2 separate regions of the Mus musculus genome follow, and region 1 is linked to region 2. A link is a contact called in public Hi-C data. All regions are on one chromosome and are shown on one strand. The core of a region is the stretch at or near the end of the contact, and the rest is flanking DNA. Distances in the headings are between cores, read along the strand shown. Region 1 holds the start of Ttc17 (tetratricopeptide repeat domain 17). Region 2 holds the start of Fnbp4 (formin binding protein 4).

Region 1 (4,996 bases), core at 138-2,637, 3.7 Mb after region 2:
ATCCTTTAAATCGGGAGTTTGATATAAATACACTCGAGGAAAGAGTACACTGGAAACACAAAGTGTGGGCATTTTAAAAATTTTGTTTAGGTTTGCTGCATTGTGAAATGTCTCATCTTAAATATAAACCATGCGATGTGTTTCTACAGTTAATCAAAAGGATCAGTTTCTCTCTCTCGCCTTTGGTTAAAACATGAGTCAGTATGCTTAAATTGCAAGGGGTACACACTTCACTTTTTAAATGGCTCCTGGACATTTCCTGATTGTTGTCAAGCGCTGGAAGTCATTAAGTTTACAAGATTCTGTGGTGAAGCACGCGCGCGAGCACGCGCGCACACACACACACACACACACACACACACACACACGCACACACACACACACACACACACGCAGTCCTTAAAGCATCAGCAGTATGAAAGCAAATGCAGATGCAGGCATCAGAAAGTTATATAAGAAAAGCGGTCACTCCTCTGAGAAATCAGTTCAAGCATAGGTAATCTAGTAAACTGCAAATGCTGAGTGCCGGGCTGGGTCAAAGGAACTAGGAAGCAATGTAAAATACACCGGGAAATGAGGGCACTTAAGAACTGAATGATGCGGGCACCGCCACCAGAGGCATGCATCTTCTGGCATTCCTTCAGAAGGAGCAAGAATGGGTTGTCTTTAAAGAGCCCCTAATGACCTGGCTAACGGCACAGCCTCAAACCACCACATCGCGAAACAAATCCCATCAGTGGGAGACAAGGCTGGAGGAGGCGCATTAAAAGATCCATCCATTCACTAATGCCACCCTGGCTGTCACCGGCCTGGGACGCGCACACTCCCCGGCACTGCCACCTGCTTTCTACTTCCTCGGGGAGAGGTGGTGGCGCGCGGGTCCTGGTCCAGCGGCTCCAAAGGCAGAACTAATGATGAATCCGTGACTCCTAACCCGGGAGCTCAAGTCTCAGCTCCCCGGGGTCGGTTCCGGGACGGCGCGCGGCCCCAAGGTGGAAGGCTGAGAAGTTCCCCACGGCGGAGCCGGGGCGAGGGGACCAGAGGGGAGGGGGCGGCGCCAGGTCGGAGCGCAGGAAGCCTCGGCCCGTGGGCCGGGACCGTGGGAAGCCAAGCTGGGGGCGGGGCCGCGCGGAGCCACCCAGGGGCCCGGCTCCGGGATTCCCCCTGATCGGGCGCGGGCAGAGAGGGGGCACCCTGGCCGCTACCTGCTGTTGGATCTTCCCGTCCTCCGTGACGACCCAGTGCGTAGTGGCCAAGGCCCCTCGAGCCACCACGCTCAGCAAAGCGGAAAGGCTGAGAAGCCAACCCGGGCCGGAGCGAGGTAGCAGCTCGAACCGGCCGCGGACCCCTATTGCCGCCGCCATCTTGCCCCCCCGGCCGGGCTGCTCACACCGGAAGCGGAAGCGACTCCTTGCGGTCCGCCATCTTGGGGAGGTCGCCTCTGGAACTGGAGGAGGAGCCCGCGGAGTGCCTCGGAGACGATACCGGTCCCTTTACTCTCGGTCGGGGAAGCCGGTCCTGCCACACCTCAGGGCTGGAAACGGCTTTCTAGTTATCGTTTTTCTGGAGGCTATAAGATCCCCAAGCGTGGGAATCGGAGGGGAGATAATAAAACTAGGTGGAGCTTGAGCAGAAGTGAGAAGACGGTGAAGGTCTTTTTAAAAAGTAAGTATTGTTTCTGGTAGGGCAATAAAAGTTATACTTTTCAACTATCTGAGAGAGGCTTTTTTTTTTTTTTTTAATAAGTCTCGTAATGGAGTGTTAAGCGGCGCAGTCGTACTGTGTAATGCATGTCACACATCGAATTAAAAAAATAGCTCGTTATCAAATACAAAATATCAGCTCATTACAAGTTATGTATATGTGATCGGCATACTTTTTCTTCCGAAATTTAGAAAGCGATGTGTCCTTACAGACCACTTACATCCAGTGTGGCCAGATTTTTGGGTCTTACAGCAGCAGCACCACGTGTCTTGTGGACTTTGGTGGGCAGCTCTAGTCTAAGTTAAAGACCTAGGTGTAGAACCCAGATAGTGGCATCTCCGGGGAGGGGACTGTATTAAATATGTAAGCACTGCGGCTTCCCTTCCCCGAGGGTAGACTCAGCCATTATGAGTATGTTTTAAAGAAGTCTCAGGTGATTGATTTGCATATTGAAACTTAAGAGGCGCACTACCAACAGGTACAGTAGCTGTTAACCAGCTTAGGTTCCAGGCTCTGCCAATGTATGTTATTATAGGTATTTCAGGTCGGCCTACTAGTATGGTGGGCGTATCATCTTGTAACAAAGCTGTTATGCTTTTTTTTTTTTCTGTTGAGAAAAAAAAAAATTGTGCCCTGCCACCTACATAGATGTGTTGCAGGAAACAAATGTCTGCCTCATGTTATGGGAACAGAGACTGTGCTATGGCATTGTAATTCTTCTGAGAGCAGTTTGGTTTTGTTGATTTTGTTTGTTTTGTTTTTGAAATGAAGTCCCATTTGCAGCCTGAATTGCCTGGAATTTATTTAGCCCAGGCAGGCCTTTAAGTCCACCTGTGTCAACCACCTGATGCTGGATACAGGCATGAACCATCAGGCCCAGCTCACTAGGCAGCTTTTCTTAAAAGTACCCGTGTAATGAACATTCGTTTTATTAAAAAGGTATATCTTGGGGCTGGAGAGATGGCTTGGGGCTACAAAGATGGCTCAGGGCTGAAGAGCACTTCCTGCTCTTCCCTGGAAGCAGTGTTAGGCCACAACCACCTGTAGAACTCCAGCTCTAGGGGATCCTCCTTTATACATGTGGCATACAGTTCTCATACACAAACATATACACCCACGTACGTATGTGTACACACACATACACACACATATGTATATATTTGCCTGTAGAGACTGGGTGTAAAGGTCAGCTCAGGACCTTTGGGAAGGTTATGAAACACTTGCCCCTCCAGAAGGGAGAGGTTAATTAACATTTCTCAGACCACAGGGTGGAACCGACAGGATGGACTGTTGCCCACCTTCAGACAAGGGAAGTCCTTGTTACCTCATTCCCTAAAGACCAACCAGTTTAAAGGGTGCACTGTTTCGCCAATCATATTGTGCCTAGTTGCTGATGCTCTATTCTGCCTCCTGGAAACCTTATAAAAACTCACTGAACGGGTGCTGCTCCGCCTCTCCTTCGGGTCTGGGACGACCCCAGTGCACTGGAACAATAAATTCCTCTTGCTTTTTGCATTGATCCTGGCTCCACATGGTTTGCTCAGGGGATCCCCAGTAAGCTAAGTTCCTTGGACTCTTACATGGGCACAGAAATATGACCATTAAGAAGTAAGCTATGATGTTGACAAGTTAATTAAAATACAGATGAGAATGTAATAATAATGTGTAGAGAGAGCTACAACCAGGTGAAAAAGGCTTGGCACAAAGGAAAGTGTGGTTGGTAAAGGTGATGCTGGTGTCAAGTTGTAAGGGACTCTTATGTGTCGTATTGAGTTTAAATATAGACAGTAAGGACTGTAACCTGAGTTTTAAAGTAGAAACAAGTGATGGAATCCCTTTTTCTCAGCATCTTTTTAGGTGTAGCCATCTATTATTGTATACTATCTGTTTTTTTCTTTACAATGCTAAGGACTGAGCCTAGGGCCTTGCATATGGTAGTCAACCATATTACTAATGAGCTATGTATCTCTAGCCCATTATTTAATAATTGTTTATTATACCTAGCTGATTCCTGAACCCCAGAATGAATGGTTGTATAGAATCTCTAGTACATATTTCAGCTATCAGGAACATTTTTTGGGCATTTAAGTATTGGAAAGGAGTTGGATATCAACGTCTACAAACTCAATAGATTATCCACTTGTTTTTCCTAGTTCATAATTATTGTCCTTTGAGATGAGGTTTTGTTTCAAACCTTGAGAGCTCTCCATGTTTTTCTGTTGTGTAACTAATTGCTATAAACTTACTAGCTTTAAACCATTATTTCAGTTTCTATGGAACACAAATCTGGTTTGGCATAGTTGGTATCTTGCTGGATGTTGACTGGCTATTAATGCAAAACACCCACTTCATCCTACCATGTAGCCCTCTTAACATGAGAAGTACTTTTAAGGCTACCAAGAGAATGTCTCCATTGCTTAAAACTCTGACTTACTTCATTTCTAGGCTAGATTTAAAGAATTTCTATGCTAAGATTATCCAAGTGAACAATTTCCCTTAGGACTAGCATCAAATAAGCTTATATATGACTAATTACATTAGCAAAAATAACTTTGGTCAAATAACAGAATCTTAGGAGTGACGTAGCTACGTGTATCCTCCATAGTCTAGGTGGATCTTTTAAAATTACGGTATTAAAATATAAATAAAAATGTTACATTCGGTATATAAGGATGTCTGTATGAATACTATTCTTGCTTTAGGTATCCCCAGTACAGAGAAAAGTGTTTGTTTATCCTTTCTCAGCTTTTACTTATGCTCTTTCCTTCAACTTAAGGTACAGGTCAACCCTAGTGTATAAAGATGCCAAGTTTCTTGCCACCTCTGAATGTAGCACTAATGACATACCACACTACTTTGTGATAGTATTTTCTACATTTTGAGTATAAAACTCTTTAATTTCTGCAAAGGTCCTTAGGTCTAGTCTAGTGAAACAGAATACACAAACTTGGAAAAGCAAATACAATTACAAGAAGGTAGGAAACACAGAAACCAATCAAACTTTTCCTTCAAGGCAGATGGGAATTGTCCCGTTATACTACATTTGAAAGATCCCATAGTATTCTGGGTGTAACAGAATGTAGAACAAGAACAGACTATTCTAGAAACAAGCACACACCACAGGGTTTTCAAGGATGTCCAGGTTTCTGTCTCCAATTTAGGTTCTGAAGAACTAGAAAGGACTGGGAAAAGCTGGTTGACCTAAAATTCTTTGCTCATTTAGTCTATTAGCTGCTAAACATGGAGGAATTTCTTATGTTTACATTTTTTTAAAATCTTGACTGTATTTAGG
Region 2 (4,564 bases), core at 369-2,868:
TTGTTTGTTTTTTGAGACAGGGTTTCTTTTTTGTTTTTTGTTTTTTTGGTTTTTCGAGACAGGGTTTCTCTGTGTAGCCCTGACTGTCCTAGAACTCACTCTATAGACCAGGTTGGCCTCGAACTCAGAAATCCTCCTGCCTCTTATACTCCCTCTTTAACATCCATTCTCATACATCTTCCCCAGATTTCTCCTTGTATTATTATTATTTTATTAATTTATTGTTATTATTGTTATCTTTGAGACAAGATCTCACTTTGTAAGCTCTGGTAATATGCATACCTGGCTAGACTCACTTGAAATCTTCCTACCTCTGTCTCCACTGAAATTATAGACATGAACCATGACAACTACTTCCAGTGTTATTAGAACACTTCAGTAGCTCTCCAGGAGTACAGTGCACCATCTTTAGGCATTATTTCTCATCTTCTGGCCTGCTGTCATTAGTCTAGAAGCAATCAGGGATGGGTGGAAGGAGTGGGTCCTGGAGAAAATCAGCATTATCTTGCGTGGTAACTATCTCTGGGGAGAACATTAATGACTCAGGATGTCACCTGACTCTAGGAATGGGGAACAAGGAAGACTCAAAATGTAAAGAGCTCAGCCTCAAGGTGGAGGAGTTGGAGGTAGGGCAAAAAAGTAGTGTTTACAGAAGTAGGATGAGGTAAGGCTTCGGTATCCCATATGAACAGTTTGACTGTTTCCAAGGTCCAGTCATTTTCCCTACTAATCACGTCGTATTTCGTTTTAAAGAGCCTACTGGGGCTGGAGAAATGGCTCAGCGGTTAAGAGCACTGACTGCTCTTCCAAAGGTCCTGAGTTCAAATCCGAGCAACTACATGGTGGCTCACAACCATCTGTAATGAGATCTGATACCCTCTTGTGTATCACAGCTACAGTTTACTTACATTTAATAAATAAATAAACCTTTGGGTTGGGGCGAGCGGGGCTGGAGCAAGAAAGTGGGGAGAGAGCCTACCGTAAACCCATCACTTGGGAAGCAGAGGCAGGCGGATTTCTGAGTTCCAGGCCAGCCTGGTCTACAAAGTGAGTTCCAGGACAACCAGGGCTACACAGAGAAACCCTGTCTCGAAAATCAAAAACAAAACCAAAACAAAACAGAAAAAGCCTACCGATGTATAAACACCCAGCATCATCATTGTTTAATACTATACCCCAAAGAAGCTACAATAACCAAGAGAACTTGCAGAAGGGTGCAATGTATCTTTATCTTCCTCAAAGACAAACAGCAATAAGCAGCTGAAAATAGCTACAAGATGGCGGACAAAGCCCTAAAGAAAAGACTTGGCTAACAGCGCATGGTGCAACCCCAGTCTAAGGAAGTCGCACACACCGCGGGCCCTTCCGCACTATTGGCGCGAAGTCCTGTCTTTTCCCTTTGCTATTGGCTACCGAGTCCGTCTCAAGTCAAAACAGCCAATCGCCTTTTCCCTGAACAAAGCCCACCCACCATGGATGGAGCGGAACGTGCGTAAAAGCACCGGGGCGCAGGCCGCATGCGCAAGTGCACCGCGCCGGTTAAAAGCGGATCTCCTCGGGAGGCGGTGCCACGGTTCATGAATATTGATTACGCACCGGGGCGCTGTGCGCCCGCCCCACTAATCTGCCGTCGTTCGCTGCTCGCGCTCCGGCTCATGATGGGGAAGAAGTCCCGGGCGGTACCCGGCCGCAGGCCTATCCTGCAGCTCTCTCCACCGGGTCCTCGGAGCAGCACCCCGGGCCGGGATCCCGACCCCGATCCGGATCCCGAGGCAGATTCGACTGCGGCGGCGACAAGCCAGTCAGCGCCGGCAGCAGCGACGGCGGCGGCCGCGACGTCGCCCGCGGTGCCTGCCTCCGCTGCCCCAGAGGACTCGCCTTCAGAAGGTAAGGGCGCGCGAGAGGAGCCCTGCTTTTATTTGGGACGTCTGAAACTCGAGCACGGGGCTTGCGGCCTAGGTTCCCGGGTGTCTCTTCGGACCCGGTGAAGAAGAGAAACCCTGGCGGGCGAGGTACACCTCGGCTGCCAGCGATCTGGGGCCCGCGGGACGGCGGTCGGGGACTCTGGGAGGCGGAAGGCCGGGCCCGGACTCATCTGAGGCGCCTTTGCGGTGCAGGGGTTTCTCCCCGGAACCTGTGCCGTCCACCGAGGCTTGGGACCCCAAATGTCTCCTAGATGACTCCCTTCGATCTTAATAACGCAGAAGGTGGAGGGCAATTTCCACGTGCGAGCCTTGAGGCGGTTGAACCTGGCCTTCTCTACTTGTCACGCTTGGTTTCGTTTTTGTTGAAATGGAGACACCACTCTTTAGAAGTGAACAAACCCATATTTTTTTCTTATGCTAGACAAAGCATCGGTAACCCCAGACTTAAGGGAAAGTGACAAAACCTGTGTGTGGGCTTTTCTGGAATTGTGTTTGGGTTTAGGGTAACAATTGCATGGAGTAGATGCCGGAGAAGCTATACTGTATCAAACATTAAGAATCAGATTAATAGGATGTACATAACGTGTGGAAACGTGCAGAAGTATTTATGCATGTTAATTGTTAAGTATTGCAGGTGCCATTTTCATAGTGTTCACGTTCTTACTGTCGCTACCACTAAATGAATGGAAGGGTAGATCAGCTTGTTTTTTGTCTTCTTAGTTTGCATCAGTGATACACGCTGGTTTTATAAGTTGATTCAGGCTGAAGGTCAAGCTTTGGACCCTGGCCCACTGACTGACTGCAGCTTCCTTTTGTGCATTCCAAATACAGATGAACAAGAAGTGGTGGTGGAGGTCCCCAACGTTGTTCAGAACCCTCCAACACCAGTCATGACCACCAGACCGACAGCCGTCAAGGCAACAGGTAGAGATTTTTGTTGTTGTTTTTGCCTTTCCCTTAAAATATCTTTTATTAAGTTGAAAGATAAAAGTGTGCAGCTGGGTTGTTGGATGGTTAAATGTTGCTAATTTATTATTTCTCATAAAAAGTCGTTGAAGCTTTTCTAGGATTGGGGTTGCATATCAGTGGTGAGATGCAAAACTCTGGGTTCCACTCTTGGCTTACAAAAATGGATTAACAAAAAATAAATAAATCTTTCCTGAGGGCTTGCTGTGTATAAACTTTTAAGTAACATGAAAGTTTATTTATGGCTGCAGACACACATTCGTGCTTCTAAGGCTGGGCCACATAACTTGTTTATCTATTTTTTGAGAGTGTCTCAAGTGAACCCAAACTTTTTTTGGGGGGGGGGGGCAGTTCGAGACAGGGTTTCTGTGTATATCCCTGACTGTCCTGGAACTTTGTAGACCAGGCCGGCCTTGAACTCAGAAATTCGCTTGCCTCTGCCTCCCAAGTGCTGGGATTAAAGGCGTGGGCCACCACGCCCGGTGTGAACCCGAACTTTTAACTGTTCAGGTAGATGGACTGCACAGACACCTCTTCTCCTCCAGTCCACTTGTCTTGACCACTCCACTTCACCCCCAGCGCTGGTTACAGATGAGTGTGCTTCATACTCTGCCAAAACATGGCTATGAGGGCTCCGAATGCAAGTCCTTAAGCATTTTACAAAGGGAGTCATCTCCCTGCCGGCTTTTTGGTCCTTTTGTGTTTTGTTTGTTTGTTTGTTTGTTTGTTTGTTGTTTTTTCAAAAGGAGCTCTGGCAAAGTTTTATTAAAGGAAAACTTTCTTGTTTACTTCTCACCAGTCTGTTCTGGCATGCTTCTAATAATATCAGAATCACCTGGGTCAATGATAGCCAGTGTGCATACTCTGTAGTATTTTCCCCGCGCTATGCCCAGTTCAATATTATTGCCACTGTAGTGATGGACCCCAGTTTTAGCCAACATGGCATAGTACTCTATTTCAGATTTCCTCAAAGCTGGACAGTTGTTGGCAAGGATAACCAACTTGGCTTTGCCTTGTTTGATCATCTTCAGAGTCTGTCTGTAGCCCAGCACATACTTCCCACTTTTCATAACAAGTTGGAGCCTAGAGTTGATCGACTCCAGAGACTTTTTCATCTTCTTTGCAGCCACCATCTTCCTGCCTTACGTGCGGGACAACCCCCAACCAACACCAGCCGCCAAGATGGCGGGGGGGGGGGGGGGGCGGGAGGGCGAGAAAGGCTGTTTGTTTGTTTTTGAGATTTATTTATTTATGCATACAGTGTTCTGCCTGCATGTGTCCTGCAGAAGAGGGCACCAGATCTCATTACTGATGGTTGTGAGCTACCATGTGGTTGCTGAATTTGAACTCAGGACCTCCGGAATTGTTCTTTTCCTCCAGTGACTCATGGTCCAGGCTGGCCTAGAACCTTTTATTTAGCTGAGGTTGGCCTTTAACTATTAATAACTCCTGCCTTTGCTGCCCAAGTCCTGTGACTGTGATTACAGGTGTGCTCCACTACATCCAGCTCATTTCCCACACTGCCTGGTTGGTACCAATCAAATAAACTGACCAATCCTCTTATGCACCCCTGACCCCATACAGTTACCCAGTCCACTCTGCTGAAGTGTTTGCAGCAGTGATTATTTTGGCAACCCTGAGTTCAAGTCACCACTCTGACTTTTACTCTGAGA

What was found. A called contact is a pair of places that touch in the nucleus more often than the background predicts.
Region 1: a contact with region 2 is called in a Hi-C map of CD8 T cells, with 5 times the contacts expected there. The contact joins the promoter of Ttc17 here to the promoter of Fnbp4 in region 2. A contact is called at or near these places in 1 of 39 promoter capture datasets (pre-B cells), 2 of 484 Hi-C or Micro-C datasets (CD4 T cells and CD8 T cells) and 1 of 9 other capture datasets (adipose tissue).

The regions. Positions count from the first base shown.
Region 1 is chr2:94,405,302-94,410,297 of GRCm38.p6, forward strand. Ttc17 (tetratricopeptide repeat domain 17) reads right to left here and starts at 1,388. Exons shown (of 25, transcript NM_183106.2): 1 at 1,206-1,388. The coding sequence starts at 1,364. 2810002D19Rik (RIKEN cDNA 2810002D19 gene) reads left to right here and starts at 1,406. Exons shown (of 2, transcript NR_027831.1): 1 at 1,406-1,665.
Region 2 is chr2:90,743,940-90,748,503 of GRCm38.p6, forward strand. It overlaps Fnbp4 (formin binding protein 4), which reads left to right and starts at 1,619. Exons shown (of 17, transcript NM_018828.3): 1 at 1,619-1,887; 2 at 2,757-2,849. The coding sequence starts at 1,659. It also overlaps the pseudogene Rpl30-ps3.